Regions from separate parts of the Lactuca sativa genome. Here region 1 is linked to region 2. A link is a contact called in public Hi-C data. All regions are on one chromosome and are shown on one strand. The core of a region is the stretch at or near the end of the contact, and the rest is flanking DNA. Distances in the headings are between cores, read along the strand shown. Region 1 holds the start of LOC111913472 (CLP protease regulatory subunit CLPX3, mitochondrial). Region 2 holds the start of LOC111913468 (monooxygenase 1).

The links. A called contact is a pair of places that touch in the nucleus more often than the background predicts.
Region 1: a Hi-C map of leaf shows a contact between it and region 2, with 6 times the contacts expected there. The contact joins the promoter of LOC111913472 here to the promoter of LOC111913468 in region 2. A contact is called at or near these places in 2 of 4 Hi-C or Micro-C datasets (both in leaf).

The regions. Positions count from the first base shown.
Region 1 is chr1:31,220,699-31,226,700 of Lsat_Salinas_v11, reverse strand. LOC111913472 (CLP protease regulatory subunit CLPX3, mitochondrial) reads left to right here and starts at 4,638. Exons shown (of 16, transcript XM_023909171.3): 1 at 4,638-5,703; 2 at 5,759-5,861; 3 at 5,972-6,002. The coding sequence starts at 4,985. LOC111913474 reads left to right here and starts at 965. Exons shown (of 6, transcript XM_023909174.3): 1 at 965-1,566; 2 at 2,126-2,201; 3 at 2,396-2,526; 4 at 2,626-2,696; 5 at 2,901-2,982; 6 at 3,279-3,474. The coding sequence starts at 1,105. The coding sequence ends at 3,299. It overlaps LOC111913473 (histone acetyltransferase HAC1), which reads left to right. Exons shown (of 15, transcript XM_052769301.1): 13 at 1-88; 14 at 186-403; 15 at 486-861. The coding sequence ends at 597.
Region 2 is chr1:30,983,049-30,988,445 of Lsat_Salinas_v11, reverse strand. LOC111913468 (monooxygenase 1) reads left to right here and starts at 2,152. Exons shown (of 5, transcript XM_023909168.3): 1 at 2,152-2,442; 2 at 4,380-4,427; 3 at 4,531-4,699; 4 at 4,810-5,038; 5 at 5,127-5,397. The coding sequence starts at 2,195.

The DNA.
Region 1 (6,002 bases), core at 3,389-5,888, 240 kb before region 2:
CGATCATCCTCATAACTTGACAAATCATCCCTCCATTGCTGAACGCGATGGACAAAATAAAGAAGCCCGGCAACAACGAGTTTTACAGGTATATTATATTTTCATTTTTTACCCTGGAGATTTTTTTTTTTTTTTTTTTTTTTTAATGATTTTGATAACCGAGTTTATAAATTTGAAAATTGCAGCTTAGGAAAATGCTTGATCTTTTGGTGCATGCGGCTCAATGTGGATCGGCACTTTGCCAGTATCCGAATTGTCGCAAAGTGAAAGGGCTTTTCAGACACGGGATTAATTGTAAGACTCGGGCTTCGGGTGGTTGTCTTCTTTGTAACAGAATGTGGTATTTACTTCGACTTCATGCTCGCGCTTGTAAAGAATCTCAATGTCATGTCCCACGTTGCAGGTGCGTGTTTGTGTTTATTTTGAAGAAAGTATGTTTTTACTTGTTTTTGTATTGTGATTTTATTTATTTATTTTGGATACAGAGATTTAAATGAACATTTGAGAAGGCTGCAACAACAGTCGGATAGCCGTCGGAGGGTGGCGGTTATGGAGATGATGAGGCAACGTGCTGCCGAGGTTGCTAGTAGCACTTGATGGGTGGCAAAGTTGTAAATATTCTCTTTATATACACATGCTGTTGACATTTTGGTCAAAATTTTTACTACATTGATGACGAAAGGAAGGGACAATTGTTTCTAAAGAGCGATCTGAGTGTAGTGTAGTAGTATAGTTATCTTTCTTTTTGTTTCATTTTTTTCTTGGATATGAGTCTCTCCTTTTTGTTTTGTAATTTTTTTTATGTGGAACAATTCTTTGTTAAAGAGGAAAGGGAATAAACAGAAATTACAGTTGTGGACATTTATGGTTATCTTTTTGTTGGTGTTTTTTTTTCTTGTGTTCGGGTATTAGTAGCATAAGTTGTTATGTATTTGGTTATCTCGAATAAACAAAATCCAAACATGTTTGTTATGCATAATTCGAAATGTAAATGAAACTAATCAAGTTAATTATGATATATTATTGAAAAATTGCATATACATATACTTTCATTTCATTTAGACTCTGTAGGTTGCGGAGTGTAAATGCAGTGTACACTTAATTATGCACATAGTACAACATGTAAAGCATGCTCATGTTTATTGGCTTTTTCTCTCGTCGTTTCTAATCCAGGTGAACCAACACTCCTCACTCCTCATGGCTTTTCACCTTGTAAAATCGTGTGTGAAAGTATGGCCAAAAACGACGGCGCTGTCGCCGGCAGCTCCGGTACCACTCCGACGTTTTCAACTCCGCTTCGGTATCATCATCAAGGGTAACGATACCACATCGATTGCACCAAATCGGACTTCGTTGTTCCATTACACCACCAGCGTCGATAAGATTCCTCCGATTTCGAGTTCAAATACTGATGGAGGCAGGGAATTGTTGGCGATGTCCGACGAGAAACTGATGAGTCAGTGTGAGATGGATACCTATAAATCGTCCGGTCCCGGTGGTCAGCACCGTAACAAGCGTGAGACTGCTGTTCGTCTCAAGCATATCCCAACCGGTATTATTGCGCAGGTTAATAATAATCATTAATTTTCGGTTTTCTCAATATGTTTTTTATTGTTGCTGTAAATTGATTAGCAGAATTCGGACCCAATTTGACATTGATTTCAAACATTTCCCTGTAATCATCACTTTAATGCATACTATCTGCATCCTCCTAAGGAAGAACAAGTCACCAGTTTCTATTTTAGAATTTGGAAGCTATTATTTTTCAAATTTAAAATTGACATAATGTAGAGTGATTATGATCAGATTTGAGGGTTGAAATAATCATTTTGGAGATAATACATACACAAGTTATACTAAGAAAATTGAGTATCTGACTAAAGTTTGTTTTAGGATGGAGGAGGTGATTGTAAGTTGTAACAAAGTAAAGTATAAGTAAAGTTTACAGAATACACATCAATATTGAATTCAAAAGTTTGTTCATTAGCCTAGAGAGTCACAGGTGGCTTCTTTTTGTGAAGGGATGCGTATCACTTTTTGTTCTCAGAGTAATTAATTGATTATTTCATTCTGTGCATGTTGCTTTTGTTTCTCATGAAGTTTAGTTTTATTGTGGTGTTTATAGGCATCTGAAGATAGATCACAGCACAAAAATCGGGCATCTGCCCTAGCTCGACTGCGGAGTCTGCTAGCTCTTAAAGGTACATGTTATCTTTATTGTCTCACCTTGTAGTCTTCAAGCTTTTAAATGTTCCTTTCAAGTATTATACTGAATAAATAACACCAAATTTCCCTAATAAACTTGTAAATGTAACAAAAGCAGCTTAATGTTACATATTTTACTTGCTTATTAATTGATGTATATTTCATTATTTCCTTTGTTGGTTTGGACTAGTCAGGAACAGTATAGATCTTGAAACATACACACCTCCTCCTGAGCTTCTTCAAGTTCTTCCACCAAAGTCAACTATAAGAGGATCGGATTGTGGGCCTCAAATTGGGCATAATAACCCAAAGTTCGTTTTGGTATATACAGATCTACTTTCTCATGAGTTTTTAGTTTTTACTATGAAAGTATGGAGAAGTTTGTGACTTATGTAACACATTTTCTTGTATTCTTCTCAGGGAATGCAAGCTTTATTAGATCTTATTTTTGCAGTTGATGGTTCCGTGGCTGATGCTGCAAAGAAATTGGGGTATGTCGTATTTTTTTAGGATATTGCAACATTCTTATGGATATATGCGTCTTTTTTTGACTTAATAGGGACATGACTTAATCTGTTAAGTTATGTATGGGTAAAGGGTATTTGACTTAATAGAGAAAGTCAGGAAAAAGAGACCTTGTTTTTTTACAAATTTACACTCATTTTGGTCTAATGGCCTGTGATGGTGATTGGCAGCTTAAGCACCGGAGCTCTTTCACGTCTGATTTTGTCTGATGATTCTCTTAGACAAGCGGTTAATGAGTTCCGGGCATCTAAGGTATAATCAAAATCCACCATATTATCATATCATAATCATAATAATTAATAAATGAGAAATTAGATATCTCCCTACCTTTTCTCTCTACTTGTCTTCCTACCCATGTGAAATGGTGACAAGTGTCATATTTTGATAAAATTAATAATATTTTAAGACACTTGTCATTATTTCATATGGTTTGGAAGAAATGTAGGAGTATATTTAATTTCTCATAACACTTTTTTTTCTTCTTTAAATCAAATAATATTCCCACATTTTATTTAAGCCTAAGTTTTTGGTATAAAATAAATATGCAGGGTATGAAGCCTCTGAAATAGGAGTCAGATTGTAACTTGTATGCGGCAATATTCATGGGAATAGTTGGTAGGTATTTGACTACTGAGGCATCCTAAGGGTTTCTTTGACAAAACATATTTTAATGTAAATTCTTAACATGAAAGCACGTCTTTAGTTTTGGTTACCTATATATTTATTATTCTCCATTACCACAAATTCTAGTACTCACCTATACTTAATATATCATACTAATTAAATGATGTAATGATTATAAAAAAACCATGTGTATATGCATGCATAGATACATATACATATATTTGGGCACACTCATACATGATTTATTTATTTATTTATTATTCGATTAGATAATATATTGTTTTTCAAGCAACATATCGAATATTATTATAAAGAAGTTGATTATTGGTAACCCATCTATTTTATTATGGCAAACGAAGCATGTTCATACAAAACTCAATTCCAAAGGTTTAGATTATATATATAGTTATCCTTTCACAGTTGACAACTTGACATCATCTTAAAATTATTTTTTTAACAACTAATGGGTGGATTGTATTAAAGAAAGACCAGCAAAGTCTTGGTCCATGAAATTTACATATCCAAAGAAATTAATTATTTCAATCAGTCGACCCAAGAAACAATGAACTTTTGACATCTATTTGAAATCCAAGATAAAAGACGTAAAACAACCAATTCAAAAATGGAATTTTTTTCCCATCTGTGTATCCTTGAAAACAGTCTTAAAATTAATGAATGTTGGTATTATATAATTGTTAGAATTCTTCCTGAAAAGATGTTAAACTGGTAGCAGAAAGACAAGTAGTTTAAACTAAAAACCAAAACCTACAAAAAGCTACTTAATTAGCTTTTGAATTTGAAATTTTTTATTTTAAATAAAAACTAAAGTTCTTGTTGCCAAATGAACCTTTTTTTTAAAACTCTCAAAAGGTTCGTGACAAAGATACTTGAATTATTGTGTTAATACTTATTTTTGTGATATATTTATTGTTATAATTTATTTATGATAGTATTTTTCTATTTAAAATGACTTAACGTGTAATCATTTATTTACAACTTTCAAAATCATTTTATTTTTAATGAACTAACTCATGGTTTACATGATAATTGTCGTGACTTTATTTAATAGAATGATAATATATAAAACGAATTTATTATTATTATTATTATTGTCTTAAATTGCCCAGTTTGATGAATCCATTTTAGAATGAAAGTATATTGTGACAAAATATCGTCAAACAAAAAATAATTTAATATGAGACCAAATTGCAAGTTTCTGTGTAGTGTAGGGGCTGTTTATGTACTGCACTAAAAGCGAAAACAGAAAAAGAAAAACGAAAAGAAAGCAGCAGGAGTTTAGAGCGATTCCCGTTGGTTCCAATCATCACAATCTTTGCTTCCCACCTACAAATACTCCCCTCGCTTGTCAAAATTTCTTCAATTTCTCAACGCAATCCCTTTTTTCTGCCACAATTCCCGGATTTCATGTATGCAACAGACACATATAATCCTAATTTGGATAGATTTATGGATCAGATACATGATTCTCAAGGTATATAGCACTTGGGTGTACTACTATACAAAGATCCCAATTGTTGAAACTGTTTCTTGATTCATTCTCTTATCCATTGCATCTCAATCGCATGCCGTTGAAGAAATTCGTGAAAAAGGACTATAAATTTGGAGTACGATGTCTGGGTTATGGAGATGGAGGAAGTTTCAAAATGTTGTAGTTACGACAACCGCAGCAGCGAGAGTTTCTTCATCGCAAACATCCAAACGTGGCTTTGTGAACATAAGCGCCGGTGTCGATTGTCCGCACATTCGTCGGAGGTCGTTAATTGGTGCGCAAGCTCGTTACAAATGGGAGCATGGTGGTGGTGGTGACGATAATAACAGTAGGACGTCGACGATGATAAGGAAGATTAAGGCAGAAGCTAACTGCCCACGTTGTTGTAAGCAGATGGATCTCGTTTTCTCCGATAACCGCCACCTCATTCCATCACCTTCCATCGGTTTCACTCCTGGAGATGAATGGGGTGACCCGCCGGAACCCAGTTCCGTTCCGGATGAGAAAGGGGCTCATCAAGCGGTGAGTTTGTGCCCCAACTGTAAATCTACTTACCAGTTCCAGCCGTATCAAATGTCTCCTCTTCAGGGTAGGTTTGTCGAAATCGGTAGGTTTAGAAATGGTAATGGGAAGGATAAGAAACACGTTAACGGTGAAGAGGATTATGGAAACAAGCTTAGGGCTTCGTTTTGGGATACTCTGCGGTCTTACGGTGGTGATCCGCCGGAGAATTGGACAAATCTTCCTCATCCTCCTCCTCCTTCTCCCTCATCTAGCACCGGACTTGCAGTGCATACCCCCCCCAGGCCTTCCTTTTGCACCAAGCATCAATGTGACTCGCGCAGGGGGTCCTGGTGGTGGTGAAAACGGTAAACGTGGTGGTGGAGAGAAGAGTAGTGGGTGGGGTGGGTCGAATTTGGGGAAGAATCTGCCTACGCCTAAGGAGATTTTCCAGGGACTCGATAAGTTTGTCATCGGTCAACATCGTGCCAAAAAGGTTGCAACTTTAATCCTTTTTCATCTTTCTAATACTTCATTCCTGCAAGACATTATATTGCTTAATGTTTTTGTTATATTTTTTAAACTGGTTTTTCATTTTATATTCAGGTGCTTTCTGTGGCTGTATATAACCATTACA
Region 2 (5,397 bases), core at 903-3,402:
TTTCTTATTTCATCAACTAGAAACCGCAATGAGGGAGTGGGAAAAAGGTTAGGAGAGAGAAAAGAAAAAAGAAAAAAAAAGATAATTGGTTGAGAGAAGAGAGAGAGTGCAAGTAAAAGAGGAGAAAAGAGAAAAAGGAGTGCGGCCATGGACTACCGCACTGCGGCCAAAACCGCAGAGAACCGCAGCCTGGGGCGGTGTGCGCGGCTGAGGTGGCACAAACCGCGGCCCCAAACCGCGGCCACACCCTTTAGCCTTAATTGTCTAAATATTGCCCATAGTTTAGGTTCTATTATTACCACTAGCCTGTTTCTTGTTTATGTTCCATTTGTACCATTTTACAAACTCATCATGACTTCTTGTCTATCAGTAAGTTCCAAGGTGCGACCTAAAGGGATATATCCTTTTGTGTATAAGCATGTATTTTATGCATTTGTATATATAAAACATATTTTATTTGTATAATCTATATTGGATGTATTTGTAGGGTGGTATTTTAACTAACTCAAAGCGAATTTATTTGTATAATACATACCGCATGGGCTAAAATGTATAAGGCTAAAGGATGTAGTGATATTTTTACCACATAAGTATTTGATATTTTTGTTATGTTTTTACTACGAGTAAGGTGAGGTGCCATTTATTGCCTACAATTGAGAGAGAGAGAGAGAGAGAGAGAGAGAGAGAGAGAGAGAGAGAGAGAGAGAGAGAGAGAGAGAGAGAGAGAGAGAGACCTGTACCGTTGAAGATTGTCACGGGCAAAGAAATAGGTTGAGAGACGGTATTTACAGTCAACAATATCTGCCGTCGGAATGCTGCCGACAAAAAGATCATGACATGATATAGTCTAACTATCAAACACTTCATAATATATATTTTATGCATTTATATATTTATATGTATAAAAAAGTTTTTTTAATTGGTCAATAGTCGAATTCACATACGTTATAAAATAACATAATTTTAGCCGCATACGCTACTTGAGGTTAAGGATTCAAGTCCCGTCGAGAATATAGTTATAATTAAGGAGAAAAGTAGATTTGTCGTTCAAATTCAATATATTTTCTTTTAATAATAAATTTTAATTGAAGGTTGGCTAAAAAAGTGTCTATCTTTGAGTATAGGAGTTTCTAACTGGGAGTAGGTGTTGAGTTCAATTCCAAACAAATACCAAAAAAAACATATCCTCCTATTTTTTTCTTACTTGTGTTATCCATATAAAATAATGTGAAGTGTATTGAATATTATTAATTTTATTATTAATATACAAATGAAAAGCATAACATGCTTACGGATAGTGATTTCTGTGTGGGAATTGGTCTAATTTAAAAAAATGGTCCCTAGATGTTGTTGAACTTAACATTATTGGTCCCATTTTCTGTATTTTATATATATTAAAGATTTTTGTGAGGGAATTGGCTTAATCTAAATAAATGGTCCCTGAATTGGCTTAATTTACTTAATAGGCCCCTTTATTTGCTGAACTTGATACTTTGGTCGCATTTTTGTTTTTTATATATATATTAAAGATTTTTGTGAGGGAATTGCTTAATTTAAATAAATAATTCCTAGATTTTGTTGAACTCGACACTTTTGGTCCCATTTTTGTTTAAAAAAAACAATTTGGGCGAAGCCCGGATCACATACTAGTTAAATTGTAATATTTGTAGCCATTCAAATGAATTAAAAAATAAATAGAAAGAAAATGTGGGATGAATTTCTTTATCCATTTTTGAATGATTTCACAATTTCAATCCGCATCAGAATAGGATGTAAGACGGCTTCGTTTTGGCCCACTTAGGTTGCTAACACAAACCAATTAACCATTAGGACGGGCTAAGAAGGTAACATTGGATTTACTTTGATAACAATTATCAAATTTCAGAGTATTTTCTGCACAGTTTAAAAAGCTAATTATGAAATTATGACGTTAAACTGGTTTAACTATATACTAAAATTTTCTCACAAATTTATTTTTTTGAAACTACGATGTAAACGTTTCAGCAAAAATTTATGGTTTAGTGCTGATTTATAATTTCGAATCTGCGACAATTTTGCATAGCCGTCTTTGTTTAATGGGACCTACAGATTCAATTACCAGTGGGTACATGGACCCACCGACTAATATATAGGAGTATGTAAATTAGGACGTCAAAGAGTGGTAAGAGATTCACATTTAGAAAACGTCAAAGAGATGGGGAAAGCCTTGGCGATGGATGATAATAATGATTATGAAGTAGTGATAATTGGGGCGGGGATTTGTGGATTAGCGACGGCTGTGTCTCTTCAGAAGAAGGGAATTAAAAGCGTAGTGATGGAGGCATCGGAATCTCTGAGGAACATCACCGGAGCAGCAATCACAATCCACCAAAATGGTTGGCGAGCTCTGGATCATCTGGGCCTGGCTGATACCCTCCGTCGCACTACCATACCTATTCAAAGGTACCTCATACTTTTCCTCTCTTAATTTGTGTCTTGCAATATTCGAAGAAATTTATCTCCAAATATTTTCATAAATTTAAAACATTTTAGAGTAAGGAAAGGCCCCTGTGGCCCTGTGTTAAGTCAACGTTTTTGGATCGAGTTCCTGAAAGATTTTTTTATTTTTATTTATTTATTTATTTATTCTTTAAAAATATCGTTATGGCGTTTTCAATGCCACTCCAAAGCTCATATTTTACATTATTTTGATGTAAACTCTTTTGTGCCCGACTTTATTTTTTAACTCCATTTTAGTACATATTAGAAGTAGGGTAATCTCCTTATCCCTTATTCCATAAGATTACAAATTATATACAAACAATTTGGTACAGGAAGTCCCTAAATAATTAATAGCAAATATGACAACTTCCAAAATACAAACTAATCTAATATATTTTTACATATATTCTAAATATCTCAATATATTATATCACACCCTCATAGTCGAATCTGGAGGTAAACGGACATTGAGACTGCGATGGAAATCTTCAAAAGGTACTAATGGAAGTCTTTTTGTAAAAACATCCACAATTTAATATCGAAAAGGAACATGGAACACATGAACCTGACCACGAGAGACTTTTTCATGGACAAAGTGAAGGTCGAGTCCTTGGTACATTGATGATGAATCCGGTTACACATGACAAATATATTGCACTAAAAGATTGTTTTCTGAATGAGACAATGCAACTCGAAAAGCAAATTGTGTTACGTACCAACATGTCGTTTGGCCAACCAAGAAACCAAATTATCCCCCACAAATTAAAGATGCATTACCAAGAAGTGGACAAGAGACACTAGAGACAAACACCCTACCCAGTCCACGTCAGTATAGGACAAGAGATTAGAGACGAATGACAGACATAAATATAACCCATAATGAAGAATGCCTTTAAGATATCATAGTAGCCGTTTAAGAGCATGCATGTGTATTTCCTGTGGGCCAAGCATGAACAAGCACACCTGTTGTACTAACATATGTAATGTCGATCAAGATGAGTAAATATCAAATATTGTAGTACCCACCCAAGCAACGATAATATGTAGGGTCCGAACATGTTGTGCTCTCACAAGCACTGAGCTTCGGTTTGGTATCAAACGAAGTTGGAGGATAAATAATCTCAGTAACATATTTTTGCTAATTTGAAAATAAACGTTGATTAGTAGAAAGGTGGGTATAAATATAATGAAGAGTTGAGTCGTTAATTTGTTGGTGGATAAATGGTGGGGTGAGGTTGCGTTAATTATGTCTTAATTAAGTTCCCAATGTTGTTTGCGGTGGCGGAGGATCAATAGTGTCATGTTAGTGATTATGGGTGTGGAAGATTACGTAGAGGAGGGACATATATACATGGAGGCACTACAGATGAACAGCGGGATTAATTAATTGTTGATGGAGTTGTTAGAGTCAATCAACTTGGATACCAACAATATGTTATATGTAATGTGGATGATCATGGTATTGACATGGACTCGGTTTTATGTCCTTGCACTTGTTCTTATACAGTGTGAGATGGTGGTGCAACTTTGGAGTCGGCTTGCTGCTTGGGTCGATGTGTTGATTCCTTCTTTTAGTAATGTGCAAAGTTTGCCCTTAGATATGAGTCATTGACAGATACAGGAAAAATAATTTATTTGATTATATTGTGTCTTTTGTTTTGTTGGTTCTCCAATAGGAATTGTAAGCTAGGATAAAATGATATGCGTGGATGCAAGATCCCCTTATATAATTTTTTTTTTCTTTTAATTTATAAATCAGGTGTTCCGAAGAATGCCTAAGAATTTTGTTAAATCGTGATATTTTTGACCTAAAATAGTAATAAGATGTTGGTGATGAATTATTACCACAATATGATAATTAATCTTCATGAATTAACGGTACTCCCCGGTCTGTGTAGTGAACGAATGGTAGAGCTCGATGGGTGGAAACAACAGAAAACCTCAATGTAATTTACTCTAGATATATTAAAACATTTTGTTCATTTTTCAAAACTTCAAAAAACATCACTCAACGCAATTTTTTATCGTTTGTTTATTGATGTACAATAGAAAAGGTGAAACTCGTTGCTTGAGGAGGAAGGATCTTATCGACACTCTTTACGCTGCACTTCCTCCGGCCACCGTCAAGTTCGGATGCAAACTTGATTCTATAAAATTTGACTCAAAAACTACCAAATCAGTTCTTCAATTCAACGATGGAAGCTTAATTATCGCCAAGGTCGTAACTTGATTAAGTAGAAGAACTACAATTAACCAGTTTTAATGGCAATTTTGAATCAATTCTGGTTCGCCATTTTTGTGACTGATATTAGTTCTTGGTGCTCGTAGGTCGTCATTGGGTGCGAAGGAAGCACGTCAATTGTTGCCAATTTCCTTAATCTCAAACCTACAAAGATGTTTCCATTTTGTGAAGTTAGAGGCTTATCAAACTACCCCAATGGTCATTCATTCGACTATGAGTTTACTCGTTTCAGGAAAAACAACAATCTAGTCGGAAGAACTCCAATCGACGATAAATTGGTCTACTGGTTCTGTACGCAACCTCTCATTCCTGGAGGTCGTTTTTGCCATGTTTACATAAATTTCACTTTATTTGTTCTTTGTTTACTTATCGTGTTTCGTTTTTTGTTCAATTATGATAACAGATGAAAGACGTTGGGAAGATCCCGAGTTAATACGGAGATCAACCCTAGCGTTGCTAAACGATTATCCTCAAGAAATCAAAGAAATGATCGAAATTGCAGATGCAAATTCGTTGTCTTTTTCACATTTAAGATATCGTTCACCACTAGAGTTGCTAACTGGATCATTTTGTAAAGGAAAAGTGACGATTGCTGGGGACGCTATGCATGTGATGGGTCCGTTTCTAGGGCAAGGTGGCTCATCAGGGTTAGAAGATGCAGTTGTGATAGCTAG